Regions from separate parts of the Zea mays genome. Here region 1 is linked to region 2. Evidence: chromatin contacts called from public Hi-C data. All regions are on one chromosome and are shown on one strand. Each heading gives the region's core, a stretch centred on a gene start, on an enhancer-like site or on the middle of the called end of the contact. The rest is flanking DNA. Distances are from core to core; before and after follow the strand shown.

Region 1 (3,964 bases), core at 627-3,126, 220 kb after region 2:
GATTAGGATAAATCTCCCGACATAACGCGAAATAGACACCTGGGGTGTCACATTTTTCCTCCTCTTTCTCTTTTTGGTGATATCTTGTTGGATTTTAACTATAGCCTACCACAACTTGCTTGAGACTAAAAGGCTATGTTGATGTATAACTAGTAGAGGAGTTAACTAAAAACTTAGCATAAGTAGATCTAGATCAAGATCTAAAAACTTGTACATTCATTGAGGAAGAGAAATATTGACCAAGTAACTAGAAATTGGTGTGAGCCTACTACATAAAAGTCATTTCGGCAAAAAAAAAAGTCTAAATTGCTCTCCCTGCTGGTCACTTGATCAGCAGATGGCAGAGAAAGTCTATATTTGATTACAGCAGATTTCAGAGTGTTCAAAAGGTTATAGTGAAGAGATGACAAACAGCTGTGTTCTTGTTTCATGCAGTGTGTGTAATATATATAATTTGGAGGCAAGAGGCAAGTGAATTTGTAGCAACAACGCCCTCGGAGAAAGCCTATGAGTACTGAGCACCGCTTGTGTCGGATGATCCTCCTCATGCACTCCACCACGGGTCCTGGCCGGTCCTGAAGTCGGTCTCCACCCACGGGACGAAGAGGACCTTGCCGTCGTCGACGTCGGCGTGAACCAGGGCCAGCGACTGTTAATACAAGAGCAATATATCAATGCGAAACAGATCAGCTGGAGCTCAACAATCAGCTCCACTATCATAAGGAAGCTAGATCATCCATGAAATGGGTGCGTTTGTTTTTACCAGAGGCGCCGGTCCGCGGACCACCTTGCCCTGGTTGTTGTACTGGGATCCATGGCAGGGGCAGATGAACTTGTTCTCGGCGCCGTTCCACGGCACGACGCAGCCGAGGTGGGTGCACACGGCGTTGATCCCGTAGGTGGCCAGCGTCTTGTCCTGCTCCACCACCAGGTACGTGGGGTCACCCTGCACGCGCGGCGGCGGCGGCGCACGCAAACACGCCGGCCGTGAGCATCATCAACGCAACAGACACGCCTGCAGCGGCAGGTGACGACGACGATGGCGGGTGAGTACGTGACTGAACCTTGAGCCCCTGCGCGAGCGTGCGGTCGTTGGGACCGTGCGTGTTGAGCCACTCCTCCACCGTGATGTCGTTGCCCAGCTTGTCCTTGGCGTAGGTCCCGCCGCCGCCGTTCCCGGAGCTGCGTGCAAAATCGGCCGGCCGGCCGGGGTGCTATTCGTTAATAGTTGCTGCGCGGCCGGTAACACGTACACGTGTATACAGTGCGCCGCTAGCTAGCTGTTGATGCAAAGCAACGCGGTCGAGACGACGACGACGACGACGACTCACCCGGCGGGGACGAAGAAGGCGCCGTAGGGGACGACCATGCCGACGGTGGGCAGCGATATGGCGCCCAGGAGGAGGAGGTTCATCAGCTTCCGCTTCTCCATGTCGGGGACGCGGTCGGCGGGGATGCTGCTCGCCGCCTGGCACGTGATGCTCCGCTGGCTTGCGCGCTCCCGCCCCATCCCCAGGCCAAGCCCCTTCACTGGCTTGCCCAACGCAGCGCGGGACCGGCAGAGCTGCCATTGCAGGCAGAGGCATCAGTATATGCATGAAGAAACCATGTTATGCGATTCAGATGCAACTTTGGTGGGCGAGACTGAAGAACGCGCTGGTGGAAACTAGTGACACCATGGACAGACTCTGTTTCTCCTCGGCCCGCCGCCAAACACACGAGACAAGGGTCAATGCCAGGGGAGGTAGGCGCCCCGCGGCAGAAGAAGGAAGTTGCTGCTCACCTGGGTGGGGTTGGCGGCGGTCGAGAGCGCCGCGGAGGTCGCCATGGCCGCAGCAGGGAAGGAGCGGGCCAAGACGGCTGGTGTTCACTCACTGGCGTCCACTGGCTTGCGGATGAGCCGCCCGGGGCCTAGCCTAACTATATCTCTGCCCCGTGTGGCGAGGAAGGCGGCCGGTGATTGGTTGATGCGCAGCCACCGCCCACCGGACTGCGTCCACCACATGCACATGTCGAAGCTGCGGGCAGTGGCTGTGGCACGCGCCCGCGCTCTGCTTATGACGCGGTGTTTATCGGTAAACTATTCATTCAGTTCTTATAAAAAAATATACTTCCTGCCTCCTAAAATATAGTTCTTTCTAGCTTATTTTTTCTGTACACACTCATTTAAATGATAATGAATATAGACATACATACAAACTAAATTTATATATTACTTAAAGAATGTGTAATTAGTGTAACGAATTATACTTTGGATAGGATGGAATATATAATTGTTGGTCACTTGTTTTAAATTGTTATATGATATCAAAAACAAGGCAACACAAGTTAGAGGATTGAAACTTTCTTCGTCTAAGGGAGAAGGAATAAACGAAGGACACAGGCGAAGTAAGGATGTATAAAAGTGTGATTAAGGACGAAGCAAGCTAGTCACCTTGTATGCCTTGGCATTCTCTTATTTCACCCTTCTTATGAATTAAATGTACAAGCATACATTCGGTTTTACACAAAAAAACAACTAGAATGTACTTCGAAGGGTAAGAGAGATGAAGCTTGAAGCCCTCCAAAAGGAGCATTTATGCATGACACTGTTCATCTATTTATAGGGGAGAGGTACAGCTTTGTATGAAATTATAAGTATGCCCACAAAGTTAACAATTATGATTTACAAATATCATGGGGCATCAAAGTTTTTTCTCTCTTTCTTGCTGCACAAGTCTTCAACCTTTTCTCCTTCGTCGCTTCCGCACACGAAGCCTTTGGCACGCCGAAGCTGGTGACTTCAGTCTTCATCTTCGCCACCCTTCCTTATGTGCCTGAAATACATCTTTTTATGTCGAAGGTTAGCTATTTTGAGGATCTTCGGGCAACTAGGCCCCCAACAGTAGCCTCTTGCGGGATAAATTCATTTTTTCATAACGAGCTCGAAACACAAAAATATATCTAGTAGTCCTTGAGCTAAATGTCCGAAGAACACCTTCCCAAAGCTCGTTATGGAAAAGGTTAAATGAATACTTTGGTACAAATGAAGCCAAGCTCGTGTTCCACCAGACAGGGAGAAGGTGGGAAGGCCAACGTCCACGTGTGCAGATTTTTTTTCGCTGCTCGCGCCCTTTCGCACCCAATTCTCAGTATAAAAGCAGCGGAGCGGGTGTGAGTGAGTCACATTTACTGCCCTCACCCACTTTCTGCCAAAAGTTTCTGCGACTCTGAAGCTTTTTCTCCACCACTGCCTCGAAGACTAGTTTAGGGAAAACACCTTCGGGTAGAAATTGTCTAGATGGCTAGGATCCACTCAGCTGCTAGACTAACCACGCTGACTTCTTCGGAGGCACTTTAGGATACTTTGCTGAATTCCGAAGCCATGAAGGCTTCGTCCTTAGCATAGCCTGTGGAGGAGTTGCCGAAGGATAGGCCATCGAAACCAAGTCACATTGAGATGGGCCGGTACACACTGAAGGAGAAAGATTTGCAAACGATGAAAAAGCTTGGTTACTTTAGCAACAAGGTCAACGTATGACTCCCTGGAGAAGAGACAACTCTGAAGCCCAAGAAAGACAAAGTTGTCGTCTACAGGAGCTTTTTCAAGGCTGGACTTCAGCTGCCCATGTATAAATTGATTGGAATGATATTGCAAAAGCACCAGGTATTCATGCATCAACTGACCCCAAATGCCATAGTCCGCCTTGACATCTTTATTTGGGCTATTCGAAGCTAGGATGGACGCACCGAGGTTTATGCATTTTGAAGAATCCATGACTTGTATTATCAGACAAATGCTAGAGCTTCAGACAAGCTTCATAACAACTTTAGATGTTACAACTTTGTGTATCGCAAAGACATAGTCGTCGCGGTTCTAGCATATTGGACAAAATGGCATGGGGACTGGATGAAGGAATGGTTCTATGAGGGAAGTCGATTCTGAGAACCGCGAACATTTCAAAAGCATGTCGTTGAGTCCTTT
Region 2 (4,406 bases), core at 1,573-4,072:
TTTGCTGGTACACAAGTCAGATCTCTAATATCGTATATAACCGTATAATCAGGCACAACTATACAAGCACTGGTAAAAAAAGAATACAGAATGGTGGTTAACCATACTGCAACTAGAAGTTCACACATAACAATGAGTAATACTTGCTGCTTTCAATATTCTTTGAAATGAGTGTATTTGTATGGAGTTATATATGTTCAACCATAAAGATACAAAATGTTCATATTCAAACTTACCTATATCTCAAGATGAATTGCCAGCATCAGATCCATCTGAAGAGGAGCTATCACTGTCTGAGCCTGCCAAAAGAATTTTACATGATCAGACTAGTAGGTTCTTTAAGTAGCAGTTATGAGCTAAATAGCAACAAGGGAAGTTGAGAGATGTATTACCACTAGAAGATGATCCTGAGCCACTGCTGGAGCTGCTTGAATTGCTTGAACTACTCGCATTCTGTCTATTCTCACCATTTTGTTCTGGTGCAGATGCTGGCAGTTGCTCGCCTTCCAGCGAATCTATTTGTGATAAAATTCAAAACTGATTACCTTACTTGTAATGTGCATGTGCTTTTAAGATAAAGCAGAAAATAGGGATAACCTTTCACAACTTGTTTTGGAGATTTTTCACCAAAAGGTTCTTGGGGGACTGGGGTCTGCAAAGCACAAAACAGTAGTTTTAAGAATATATTGATTATAAATAGTTTTGCTTAAAATAATGGTAGTAATGATAAAAATGACAGAGTGCTCATACTGGTTGTGGTTGTTGTATAGGGTGCTGTGCACGCAACTCTGCATCTTGTCGGGCAAGCATCGCTCGCTCGGCCTTTCTCTTTTGCTTGCTCAGGTTCTTCTTGTAGTTCGACACAAACCTGTCAAGCTCCCAAAGTGTCTCAGCATCCATGCTATCAATTTCAACCTCTATCTCATCATCATGTTGCTTAACTGATAAGTTCTTGTTCTTAATGACTTGCACAACAGCATCAAGCTTCACCGGCGGCAAATTCTGGAGGTTCTCACTAAGCTTACGCTTCTCATCTATTGTCATGTCCCTCTTATTTGGATCCTTTGCTCTTGGTTTCTTCATTGACGGAGTTCGGGTATAAGTGGGAGTATGACTGATCGGTCTTGAATTGGTGTCCAATGCCACATGGTGTCTCATTGAATCTGACCTCTCTAGGAAGCGCAGGTCAATTGGTGGCGGGGGAAACTTCTTCGGCAATGGAGGACATGATGCGAGGTAGTTAACCTCAGCCTCAATCTCAGGCCACTGTGCCTCAAAGATTCCTAACAACTGCTCCGCCATGAAATGCACATCCTGACCCTTGGGATTATATGTCATCGCATTATGGAAAGTAAGACGGACATCCTCAGCAAACTCCTTAGGGTTCCTGTACTGCCCACGGCTCAGCCGCCCCCTTATTGTGCCAAGATCCATTGGGTGCTTGATAATAGTAAAATAATCATGCAAACCAAGTGTGACTGGATCAACAGGCTTGTTGAACACCCACCCAAACTTGTGCTTCATTAAGCGGCTCAGAAGTGATGAGGACTTCTTGAACGCATGAGAGTACAGGCGCCGCTCGGCATCAAAGTCTGCGCCACGAGATTCTAGGGACCTATGTTTCTTCTTGTGGTGCTTGGGTTTCTTGCGCACATGTGAATCTGAGGGAGGAATCCTATCCTTGGCAAGCAAGAACTCTGAATTTTGGTACAATTGATTGGCCTTCGGCGTCCGTTTCTCCTTCTCAAAGGCTTCATTATGAACAACTGACACGGTTAGTGGTCTGCGATGCAGCAGCGAGCGGGCAGGAGTAACGGCAGCTGCAATCTGAGTAGGCATGGGCACCGCCATATCACCAGCCAAGAACTGGTGCTGAACATACCCAGCATCCACCACCTGCTGCTGTGTTGGCAGCACCATCAAAGGCAAAGGCACGGGCTCAGAAGCCTCCTGTTGCGCCAGGGCCTCGGCAGCCTCCTTCAGTCGCCTGGAGAGCACGCGGACCTGGTCGAGCTCTCCTGCCAGACAGCGCCGCAGCTCACTCCTTAACCTGCGTTTCCGTGCTTTCTCAGCTTTCACAGCAGCGGCGGCCGCCCGGTCGTCGCCGTGGCCGTTAGGAATACCGCCGCCGACCCGGTTCAGCCCAGACGAGGGATCCCCAGAGGCGGCGCCACGTTCCCCAGACGGCGCCCGGGTGGGAACCGAGGCCGGCGCTGCCGGATCGGACAGCGCCGCAGCGTCCACCGCCTCCGTGCGGTGGATGGAGCGGCGAATCGAGGATAAGGTTTCAGAAAGGGGATTCGGAGCCGGGGAAGGAACAGAAACGGGGTCAGCCGCTGATTCTGGAGGAGGTTTAGGGTTTTTGCGGGGGTGCTTACGGGTGTAGACCTTGATCTCAGCGGCCCAGCGCGACCTGGCCGGAACGGCGGGAGCAGGCGGCGCCTCCACGGCGGGGGCAGGGCCCGGCGCCGTCTCCTCACCACTGGTGCCATCTCCGGGAGGGTCAGAAGCCATGCATAAACCCTAGATTCGTGGCCCACAAGAAGCGAGGGACGGCACGGAATTGGGGAATTCAGGAGGGTTTTGCGTGCAAGCCCTAGGGAAAAAAATTTCTGTTGTGCTTCGCGGCTCCGATTTGATATTTTCCTGCGGCTATGGCGGCGGAGCGTGGCTGGGGAAGGTGCTTTTGGTGGCGGCGTCGGACGCGTCTCTGCTTTTGTGGGGGAGGACTGCTGCTGAGCCGACGAGCGTCGCAGGAGCAGGTGAGGGCGCTCGTGTGGCTGGTGCCAGGGCACCATCCCCTCTCGCCTAGGGATGGGTACGCGGATACGGTGGATTTTCGTATTGGCGTGTACTGATATGGTACTACATTGGAAAGGTTTTCTAATTGCAAAAAACAATATAGAAACAGCATGTTACAACTCTGAGTTTTTCCTAAATCATAAATGCAGCTAAAAAACAATGCGTATGGAGAATTATGTAACGACGGGCTCTTCGTGTCTTGCATTTTATTGCAGTTAACCCCTTAGAGACCCCTCAAAAGACCCCTATTAAATAGGGCCTCATTTAATATGGGGTCTCTTGTAAAGTCTCAAGAGGCTAAGCGAAAAAAAATACAAGAGACGAGCTGATATGACCACGCCATTAAGCAATACGTTACAACCCCCAAGTCATACTATATCAACTCAAGTACAACCAATATCATCACCAACCCAAGTCTTTGATGGACCAATTACACGTAGCCGAGCTAAGAAGCTACAACAAGAGGTGCACGCGCTACTTTATGAATTTCAATTAAACACTAATGAGAACTTTATGCTACCTAAGTCGTGTATGTTGATATTACTTAGGTTCACCAAAGAGGAAGGACAAAACATATCAAAGGCGAATCAACAAGAAGAGCTATGTCCGAGTCAGTCCAGCGCAACAGAACCGTCCAGAAGAAACAGTCATATCTTTTGATTCCCAAAAGCTATGAAGGCCCATAAGTACTTTTTGGAAAACTCTTGAAGTCTAGTTTCCAATGCTTCTAAAGCCGACTTAATCAAATCTACCAGAAAGGCAGCCGACCTACTTTAGTGCTGACTGGTCAGAAGGTCAACAGTCTGCTTGATGACCAAGTTTTCGTATTAAACTGTATCATTCTACGAAGTTTCATTAAGCATGCTATATATGGTGAGAAAGATTATCAAGTTAGCTTTCCAATGCAACCAGTCCCACGTCATTTGAAGATTCCTAGAAGAAGTTATTGTCAAAATACTGAAGGCTGCGCAGAAGTCAAACAGCCACACGGAAATCAGCTCTGCAGATCTCCCGAAGAGGCTCCTTCACATTAGCACGTGAAAATACTTTTGTTTCGTGTTTATACCTCGCTAAGGCTGGTTGTTACTAGTATAAATACCCCCCTATGTCTATGATGCAAGGCAGCTTATGATAATCTAAAACATAACCCCTTTGTTCAGCTATGTGCTAACAAATATTGAGAGTGATCTCTACCCCTTTGCTCTTGTGAATTCCTTCGCGGGATTGCAGAAGCGGCGGCTTCATCCGCTCCCAATTGGTGCTCCTACTCTCTTCGAGGTCTCCTCGATTGATTGTAGGCTATGTTGGTTGGTTCTTTGAGAGTGTGGTTGGACGAATCCTCGATTCAGGCTGCCGGTTAAAGACGGTGGTTGGCTTCGAGTTTTATTTGTCAGGTTGCACTAGTTATCGCTGCTTGCAGCAAGTTATCTTGGCTTCTTTGAAGCTAGTTATCTGAAGATTGATCCTACATCGTGAAGATCGGGCATCATGACACATCATCTGGTATCAAAGCCTTAGTTTCCACGGTAGGATTCTTTACCCTTAGCTACATATATTTTGTGTTCGTCCTATCCACCAAAAGCCATAAAATATTTTGTCATAGC

The links. Hi-C and Micro-C count contacts between places; a contact is called where the count stands out from the background.
Region 1: a Hi-C map of ear shows a contact between it and region 2, with 2.3 times the contacts expected there. The contact joins the promoter of LOC100273026 here to the promoter of LOC103654735 in region 2. A contact is called at or near these places in 2 of 25 Hi-C or Micro-C datasets (ear and tassel).

Annotation. Positions count from the first base shown.
Region 1 is chr4:234,646,825-234,650,788 of Zm-B73-REFERENCE-NAM-5.0, forward strand. It overlaps LOC100273026 (cytochrome b6-f complex iron-sulfur subunit), which reads right to left and starts at 1,877. Exons shown (of 5, transcript NM_001147475.1): 1 at 1,784-1,877; 2 at 1,332-1,564; 3 at 1,065-1,182; 4 at 764-946; 5 at 286-649. The coding sequence starts at 1,828. The coding sequence ends at 545.
Region 2 is chr4:234,428,710-234,433,115 of Zm-B73-REFERENCE-NAM-5.0, forward strand. It overlaps LOC103654735 (transcription factor GTE4), which reads right to left and starts at 2,823. Exons shown (of 5, transcript XM_008681562.4): 1 at 751-2,823; 2 at 598-652; 3 at 393-515; 4 at 237-299. The coding sequence starts at 2,514. The coding sequence ends at 244.